Regions from separate parts of the Anas platyrhynchos genome. Here region 1 is linked to region 2. The links are chromatin contacts, called in public Hi-C maps. All regions are on one chromosome and are shown on one strand. The core of a region is the stretch at or near the end of the contact, and the rest is flanking DNA. Distances in the headings are between cores, read along the strand shown.

Region 1 (4,955 bases), core at 1,758-4,257, 49 kb after region 2:
AAATTGTGAGAGGCATGGGGGAAAAGTACAGGTACCTCCTTCTTACAGTAACTTAATATAAGAAAATACTTGCAATCAATTTCACTTAGTAATTAACGATATAAACCCGCCTTAACATCTCAGAATTTTACATAGAAAACAATAGCAAAAACAGAATCAGTTCTCATCTCTTCAAAATACCATCGCTAGCAGATGTCAGCAGGCCTATTTTGTGTAAATGTTTGCAGTGCTGATGTCCAGCAATCATAGCGTGAAAGTACATTTTATGAGGTATTTCTAACACATCAGAGACAATTCAGAAAAGGAGAGCAACAACTTTATTATGAACCTGCAGTGATTTGATGATGAATGTTGATAGCTTTGCACTACAAGGGGCAATCAAGCTTCAGACTTCTGGACAAAAGGGAAGCACTGCTGAGGCCAGGAACCCATTTCCTCACTCTCAATTTACATCTGTCCAAAGGTAGGTACATGAAAGGATTTTTCTTGATGTCAAATACCTGATCTGACATCTCTGAAAACACTTCATCTTGACAGCAGCTACCCACGACACCGAGGAACACAAAAAGTGCTCGTTCTGAGAAAGCTGCCTTTGCAACACACAAAAAGGACTGGGTCCAGCAAATGGACAGGATGAAACCTGCCAACTTCCAAACTGTACAGCAGCACGAATTACTGGACACAGTTCTGCACAAATTCCTTTATAGAGCTATCGGTTTCCTTAGCCGACAACTTAACATGCCCACTTTTCCTAAAAGCACTAAAGCACCAGCCAATTTTATGCGGAGCTGTATTGCCATAATTAAAAATAAGCAAATGCAAGAGTGTTGCTAGAAGTGTAAGTAATTAAACACGTACGCAGACAAGAGCGCGCAAGTTACAGGGCAGGATTCCTTAGGATGAAACTGGATTTTGATCTTTCTGCAGCCTCCAGATAATACTGATCACAGGGCTAAATGGGAAGTGACAGAAACCTCAAAAATAGGAGGACACGTCAGTGAATACAGACACGACAAAATTACAGTGTTTTGAGATGTTAGACTCACATCCTTGCTCTGCTACAAACCTGATCTGCAACAAAGAGCTGCTGCTCTTGGGATCCGTCTAACAACCAGCACAGAAAAACTTAAATCCCAGCTTCATTTCCCTAATGAACCTGACCTAAAGAAGAGTTAATCCTCTTCCTAGCCAGGAGCAAAAGCCCCATACATCGACTGGTTCTTGAGAGAGAAGTGACAGAACACAGGATTGGGGGCTGTCAAAGTCTCAACATGTGGCAGGACAGAAATCCCCACTGGCTCCCAAGTTTTAAAAGTAATAGGAAATATTTCCAGAACTATTTAGAATAGAAATCCCATCTACACATCCAGCACACACCAAGGTCAAAAGTTGAGATTTAACTCCTGTTTTAGTAAGAATATCATAACTCTTAAAAAAAAAAAATCTGCAAGAAACAGCCCTGGATGTTATCACTAGAATGAATTTTAAATGCAGCGAGAGCATCACAATCAAATCTCTGCAGTGGCCAGGTCAAGAGAGCGGATGCACTCAAAAATCATTTGACGTATTTCGGCTGCAATCCTCAACAATACCAAAAACCCAGCATTACATGAAGAAAACAGCCCCCGGCTCCTCAACCCACCGCCGGCTAGGCCCAACACAGTGTCAGGACGCCGAAAAAAATGCCCTCTGCTTTGATTTGCTATACTTGATGTCTTCCCACAGGAACTGGTCTCTTCCTCCTCGTTCTATTTCCTGTACACAGAACAAGCCCATTGTCACCGGGCGAGCCCCCCCGCGCACACACACAGGGCCCAGCCAGCCCTACACAGCCGGGGAGGGCAGGTGCTGAGCTCCGGGCAGCCCCCGGGGACCTGAGGAACCCCGAGGAGCCCCAGGACGGGGAGGCCGGAGGAGATCCTCTGCTCCGGGCAGCCCCAGCACCGCCGTGAGGCACCAGGGCCAGGAGAGAAGCTGGGCACACAGCACCCCAACCCCACACACAGCACCCCAACCCCACACAGAGCACCCCCACACACCCGGAGCACCCCAATGCCACACACACAAACACCCCAACCCCACACACACGTTAACAGCACCCCAAACACACAGCGCACCCCAGCCCCACGCACAGCACTGCCACCCTACACACATAGGGCACCACAACCCAATCCCCCAACAGCACCCCAGCCCTACACAGCACCCCACACACACACAGAGCACCCCACACACAGGATCCCTCCTCACACAGAGGATCCCCTTGCAAACACAGGATCCCTCCTCACGCACAGATCCCCTCACACACACACACACAGGATCCCTTCACACGCAGGGATCCCCCCCCTCACACAGGATCGCCCCTCACACACAAATCGCCTCGCACACAGGATCCCCCCCCCTCACACAGATCTCCTCACACACAGAGCCCCTCAAACAGACAGGATCCCCCCCCCCTCACAGATCTCCCCTCACAGATCCCTCCTCACACAGATCCCCTCACACATACAGGATCCCCCCCCCCCCTCAGATCCCCTCACATCAGATCTCCCCTCACAGATCCCCTCACACCGGATCCCCTCACAGATCTCCCCTCACAGACCCCCCCTCACACCGATCCCCTCACACCCCCCATCACCCCCCCCCCCCGCGGCCCGCAGCGCGGCCCGGCGCCTCACCAGGAGTAGGTCTGCTCCGCCATGGCTGCGGCAGGCCGGCCGGCCCCGGGCTCCTCCTCCTCCTCCTCCTCCTCCTCCTCCTCCTCCTGGCCGCCCGCAGGCTCCGGGGCTCAGCGGCGGCCCCGCTGCGGCTGGCGGCCCAACATGGCGGCGGCTGTGAGGAGCGAGGGAGGGGAGCGGGGGGGGGGTCCCCGCCCGGGCGGGGAGGGCGATGGCGGCGGGAGGAGGAGGAGGACGCTCAGCAGCCGCGCCGCGGGGCCGCGCTGAGGAGCCGCCGGGGCCTCATGGCCGGCGGGGAGGAGGCGGCGGCGGCGGCGGGGAGGGGCGGGACGGGGACGGGCGAGGCGTGAGGGGAAGGAGGGCGGGGGGGGGAGAGGCTGAAGGGAGGGGGGGGGGGGGTCCGGGCCGGGCCTCGCCGCGAACCCGCGCTCGCGCACGGGCGGGGGGCGGGGCCGCGCGGGGTCACGTGCCCACAACACGCTCACGTGCCGCCGCCTCCCTCGGGCTGCGCGCATGCGTGCGGCAGGGCGGGGGGCGCTGCTTGGCGGGCCCGGCCGCACCGATACTGGGCGGGCGGGAGGATTTTGGGGGGGGGGAGCCCGGAGGGGGTCCCGCAGGGTCGGGGTGAGGGGCGGTGAGGGTTCGGGTGTCCCCCGTGTGGTGGGGTGCTGGGGGAGGCTCGTTCCTCCGGGCTGTGTCAGCTCCCGAGCAGGGAACGCTGCCGGGTCGGTAACAGCCTGGGTTCGCTGCCCCGGGGGCACCGGGATCGGGGCCCTGCCCCCGGCCGGTCCCGGGCGTCCCTGGGCTCGGGGCCGGGATCGGGGCTGGGCTCGGGGCCGCTGGGTGCGGGGCGGCCTCGCTCCCTGCTCCTCGCGGCGGGGGAGGGAGGCGAGCCGAGGTTAGCTCGCAGCTGGAGGTGAGGGAACCGCACGAAATAGGAGAAGAACGCCCAGGTCTGGTAAAAAAATAGGTGGCTGGGGTTGGTGTTTTGTTTTTTTTTTTCGAGGTATGCAGAAATTCTGTGCCTTAATATAACTTCGCGAGAATCTTCAGAAAAATGAATGGGCGTTGGGACAGCCTCCGTGCACCTACAGGTGCATCACGGCTCCAAAATGGCCTCTGGAGCCCACCTGAGCTTATTTTTATTAGTGGTGGATAGAATATGTGACTTAATCTTGCTCACCTGGGTTATTCTCTTAATTGGGGGTTAAAAAAACAAACAGCTTAGGCTTGTGTGTAGTCATGAGACAGGATTAAAAGCTGAGAACAAATAATTTCTTCTCAGTTCTGTGTAATCCTGGGTGGCTCGCTTCTCTGCTAGCTTGGTTTCCTCATCAGTAAGGAGGAAAGGCAGCGTGCTCCAGCCACCTGAAGTGTAGGGGCACTGTCAACTGATGTTGCATGGGCAGATGCAGAGTTACTGGTGGAGGGAACGCCAGGGATTCTTGTGCTTAACTTTAAACAAGCATTTAGCAAGAAGCTTCAAAAGCCTCTGCACTGTGCATGCATCGAAAACATGGTGAAGAGTTGCACTGGAGATGGAAGGAAGTCAAAGGAAGTCATCTTCTCTCCCCTTTGTTTTCTTCTGGAGTCTTACAAGTGATTCACAGCTTTGGGGTGTTGTCACACCTCAACATACAAATCCTCTGCACTTTTTATATTGTGGACAGGAATGACCTTAGAGCTCCCGACGCTTAGAAAAATCTGCTTGGGAATTGGATTTATCAACCAGGTGGTGTGAATAATCAAAGCATCATGACCGACTGGCTTAGTGGGATTCCTGCTGGGGTCAGTCATGGCTGCGATGCGTTGGGGAAGGATCAGGCAGCAACGCTAACATCTCTCACCCAGCTCAGGCAAGGCTACCTTGCAAATAATTTTCCTCTGACCATATATCTCCCAATTTACACCCCATACACAATACTTGTGCTTATCTCAGTAAGATTTAAAGCTTTGGGGGATAGGATATAAACAGAGAGGAGCGAGTCATGCATATAACCTTGAGCTGTAGGGTACATAGCCTGGTTGATCAGTTTGCATGGAAATTAGGGTTTTCCCTGTTTCAAATTTAAAAATGTTCAGACTAGTGATAGGACTTGCACAATGGAGAAGTCCCCTTGCTTTCTCCTTCCTTATCACAGCAGAAGAATCTACAGTAACAACTAGAAAACTGACAAATAATTTGGAATCTTCACTCTGTTGTGGTGCTATCCCAGTATTTGGGATGTGTGCTTATACTACCCTTTTCAATGGTTCTGATACAATAAATGCAAGAGAGAA
Region 2 (4,970 bases), core at 1,954-4,453:
TATTTTCTAGTATTTCCAGAAAGTGAAATTCTTAGCAGAGTTAAGAAAAGACAAAATACATTCAGGAATGTAGCCATCTGTGAACACCTCCCCATACAAAGAGAAATACCTCTTCAGACACAACTACCCGTTGCACTCCACTCCTACCATCCACTACAAAGAAACATTTTCATGACAAGCATCCCAGACACGATCTCCCCTGTGAAAGCCACTTGAGAACAACAAACACCAAACAGAGAACTCTACTTTTACACTGCCAGGAGGTTATACAGTAAATGTGTAAAATAAGTAAATAAAATGCTTGGCTCTTACTTCAGAAATCAGCATGGTAGTATGACATGATATGGCCAAAGAAACCACTCAAACCAATCCGCTACTTGAACAAGCTTGTGCAAGGCTGCCCAAACACTATGGGGTACAATTGTTTAGCTACACAGGGATTTCCCAGTAACAATTAATAAATGTGAAAGCCTACCCAACAATGGGAAAAAAAATGCAGGCAAGTCTTCTAAATTCTCTCCCAAGGCCTAGCTTTCAGTCAGACTGACAAGCTGACCTGAGTGCTGCTGCACGCTCAGCGTTGTCAGTTCTCTTCCATGATCAGACACGTGCAATGCAAAATTAAACCTTAACTGTAACTTGCATGTTCAGATAGGGGAGGGAGGGGAGCCCTTTCTCTGCAGTTTTAATCAAATTCCCTATATATTTTGTCAGAGTAGAAAACTAAGATGTCACACTAAAAAAAAAAAATCCCAGTTTTCTCATATTTGTGATTTCCTGCTTCTTTGAGTCTAACCTTAGATGCCAAAGACACTCAGCGGACTATAAATACATTTCAGCTGGTTACAAGTAAATCCCTAGAGAAAAAAACAAACCAAACCAAAATCTTTCATCTCTGCTGTTTACGAGGAATAACAGAGCCCTGTTGGGACCAGATTTCAGTTAAGTACGCGGACATTTCTAAAAAAAATGCACTCAGTTAACATGCCACAGAATTCATAAAAAAAAAAAAAAAAAATCAGATCCTATTTTGACCAAGTGAAACCCTAGGGAAAATAGAGTCATTAAGTACAAGCCCACCAGCCTGACAGCTTGAGCCGCCAAGCTCACGAGTTAACACTGTAACGCTATAATTATGGAACTGTAAAAATGTTTTACGCTTGCATTTCATCTGTAAGATGTGGAGTTCTTCCATCAAAACACTACGGAAACATTTCAGTGCAGATTTCAGAGAAAAAGCTGACACAAAGCAATTGCCAAGGTGGCCGCCTGCAATGCCCAGGGGTTGCATCCTGGCCAGGACTTGGCCAAACCCACCTTACCTTTTGAGAATTGACAAGCTTAACGTAACTCCAAGTGGCACGGCTGCTAGTTTTAATGAAGTAACAGGATTATTCAGATAAAAATGTACCCTAAATCACGCTGCATAATTGCAACTCGATATAAAACATAAGCAAATTACTGAGGTTTAAAGAATTTGACACAGTAAAGCAGCAAGAAAAAGAACTGCTCTCAGTAATTCAATAGAGCCTTCAGTTACAGGCTTCGTCTGGCAGAGGAGCAAATACAAGGGAACAGTCTGTCTTAAATCAAAGAGATTTCTCTAAAGCCAATGCTAATAATAGCTCAAGTTAGCCTATATTCAAGAGAGGATTTCCAGGTTATAATTAACTAGAAGAGGGAATATTTTAACCAACATGGAGTTTTAGCTATTGTTCACACACTCAATTTCTGTGTCACTGAAACGAACACAGGCACACATATGTAACACACTTCCATCATACTAAGCAAGTACTGGATTTAAAAGGGAATGGAAAAAACTCCTTTACATCAGAGTGAAACGCACACACTAATAATCATGCAGTTTTGCAACTGCTTTAAGAAATATTGGTAAGTTTAAAAAACAAAAATAAAGCCAGAATGCCCAAGAGCAAGTGTTAGTAATAGAGGCCGAAGTGCAGCCAAGCCACCAATGTGCTTCTGTAAAATGAAGCCAGCTTCCTTCTCCAATGAAAAAATTCAGAAATCACACTAGAAACCAAGTCAACCATACCCAAGTTTGTGCATGGTGCTGACAAACTACATAAGGCCGATCTCCACTGAAATGCACTCTAAGTTAAAGAGGCAGAAAGAAGGGGAGCACACCGTGCAAACGGCAGCTCAGCTGGAAGTGCTGCTGCACTGCTCCTCAGAGCTGAATGTGAAAGCATTAACTGAAACGGTTAACCTTCGATCAAGTGAATGGATTGACTTCTAAGTCCTTGCAAGCACACTCATATGGAACAAGGATATTCTGAAGATTAACAATACTCTTGTGTATGTGATGAGACTCTCAGCCACAGTATTTTTCAGTCTTATTGCGATAGTGCGGCCAGAACAGACGAAACTACCGAGGTTCTGCTGCTGTGGTTTCTCGCTTACAAAGCATTATGCAAACTGGCAGGGGTTAAGCTTTCCCCACAAGCCACCAGTTGACCTTTGAAACAAATAGGTGGTGAAGTTCTGATCTAATTGCGTATCTACAAAACCCTCAACGTGTATTTTAAAAAGCAGAAATACAAGCACGCATCATGAAGCAGCTTCTGCCCAGCTGCTGCAGCCGTTAATGCCTGTAGCAGTTCGCAGGGCATCCCAGCCTCTTCAGTTCGCCCCATAGCTATGGGTGGATATGCATAAATCTACTGCTTTCCCATTTTTCATCTCTGGGTATTCCTACTATTTAGGAAAGCTTCTAAGCGAGTTTTCCCAGCTGACAGCAATGACTCTAGATGATTCTGTCATCAGCCCGTCCCCCCTGAGAACCAGCATTTCAAGACCCATGAAGGTACATCATCACAGGCCACAGCAACCTGCTGGAGACAACGTCTCCTCATTCTATCTGATAACATCCCTAGATTTTAGAAACAGTTTGACCAGCTGCTGGAGAGATGAGGGAACTGTGGTATTTGCACAATGAAGGCTGTTCTGGCAGGAAGCACTCTACCTCGATTCTGCAGGAAATGGAAAAGGCCAGTAAGTATTTCTCTTCCTTTTTACTTAGCCCTGAAGTAGAGATACTCTCTCCTAAAGAGCCAACCGCACAACGAGCCCTGCCCCACTTCTCCCTCCAGCCAGCAGCCCGGGCGATGCGAGGCACATTCACAACATCTGCTTCGTTTCTGCTGACAGCAAACCCAAAGATCAACGCGCAGGGGAGGAGCTGGATCGCAGCGCCGCGAGCAGACACAGCCTCAAAGGCTAGCGAGCTCTCCGCCTGCCTGTGCTACCCAGCACCACCTCCTGCCCACGCTTCGCTCCAAACAAGGTGAATTGGGGTCTCAAGTATGCAGCTACAGAGAGGAGAAGGGTATAGGCAGAGATGACGTGATCCCGCTTGCAGCAGTACAGTGTGAGGAGTAAACCGGCTCGGTCCTCTGATGAACGCCAATAAATGCTGTTCTCTGCTCAATGTCACTGACAGATGTCGGTGTAATTGCATTTAAACAAACTAAAGGAGGCTTACCTATATTGTACAATCTCACTTAATATAAAATACATAAAATACTCCAAAGCTACACGTAAATCATAAACAACCACAGGGAAATAAACCCCAGAAGCCACTCTGTGCCAGTTCAGTACTCTGCAATTATCTCACAGCCCGCTATTTCTGAGTGAAGTGCTCACAAAAATAACCATTTTAAGTAAATGCTTCTGTCAGCTTCTCAGGGTAGACAAGTCTTTTCAGATTGTGTCAAAATCCACGCTTGAAGTTACATTTACCTGCGTAGCTACTGCAGAGTGACAAGCACCCTTGATTTCATGGTGGGCCAGTCTGCTTTGAACAAACCAAACACCACCCACATTTTTATTCTTTTTTTCTTTATTTGAGTATTTTTATTTGAGTATTTTATAAGGTACGCCCTAGTATATAATAGGTGGAGCTTTTGCAGCAGCAAAAAACATGAATGAAACATAATCCCCATATACAAGAGAAACACTCAAGGTGCCATGGCAGCTTCCAGTGCTAAGGACTTGCTGCTGCTGTCTCATTTAGGAGGAGCTAGAAAGCTGATGGGACGTAGGCTTTTTTATCACAAGAAGCAAATTCAAGGGTAGGTAATGCTGTTCCAGCTATTTTTCCTCACGCAATCACCACCTCAGGGTGCCACTTCACGACATGTCTTCAGCCAATTTAGCTGCCTGACACTGCTGAGGAGCGGAGGTCCTGCTCCTGGCTACCCCTTCATCCCTTTGCTATCATATCCACTCCGTCCTCTCACCACTTACCTTTTGCCAAATTTAGCACATTCCTGACTGCACAACAATCCAATTCACCTCACTGCAAGCAGCAGAAAAATAGCCTGGCAAAAGACTGCACTGCCATTCTAGTGAGCTGAATCAGTTTGCCCTGTGATTAAACGAATGCCAGAGCTAGCCCAAGAGATTTGTAAGGCAGGAGGGAAGGAGGAAAGCTCTTTGTAGGAACAGCAAGCTGTAAATTCAGTTCAACCAGAAGGAAAAAAAATAAATAAATCACCCCTTCAAGCCAACTGGACGCCTGCCAGCTTCACCCATCTCACCACCCTAACTGGTATGCATCAAAGAGATCAAAGACAGCTAGCTACTGTGAACTGTCTCACAACAAATTATTTGATCATCTGAACCAAACCCACCATGACACACAGCAAAAATTAACCAGATTGTTGAGACCAAGTTATGATTCATAAGTAACTGCTGTCTCCACACATCTTTAACTAAAACTGGCAATTCACCCTACACCACACGAGTGCAGATCATCTCTCATGGATGTTCTGGCAATTCCTTGGAAGCTTTTCCAAACCAGAAAAACAGGTGTCCCGAACATTACCCCGGCATGTTTCTGACAGGGCTTGTTCTCAGGGAGTCTACCACAAACATTACAATCCAGCAAGGCATTAATAACAGCAAATTTCACCGATCATCACCAGGTGACTGGATGTGTCAGAACAGGC

Evidence for each region. A called contact is a pair of places that touch in the nucleus more often than the background predicts.
Region 1: a Hi-C map of subcutaneous adipose tissue shows a contact between it and region 2, with 2.2 times the contacts expected there. The contact joins the promoter of SPPL3 here to the enhancer-like site in region 2. A contact is called at or near these places in 5 of 8 Hi-C or Micro-C datasets (F1 follicle, liver, skeletal muscle and 1 more).

Annotation. Positions count from the first base shown.
Region 1 is chr16:8,024,006-8,028,960 of IASCAAS_PekinDuck_T2T, forward strand. SPPL3 (signal peptide peptidase like 3) reads right to left here and starts at 3,008. Exons shown (of 11, transcript XM_027470105.3): 1 at 2,676-3,008. The coding sequence starts at 2,698.
Region 2 is chr16:7,975,163-7,980,132 of IASCAAS_PekinDuck_T2T, forward strand. All of the region lies in intron 6 of SPPL3 (signal peptide peptidase like 3), which reads right to left. Among named protein-coding and RNA genes, the nearest start is that of ACADS, 20 kb to the left of the region's middle. Within about 2 kb of position 3,204, at least 2 of the 8 cell types and tissues checked have an H3K27ac peak or open chromatin away from gene starts, as enhancers often do. A contact at or near this core is called in F1 follicle and subcutaneous adipose tissue, where this site is marked.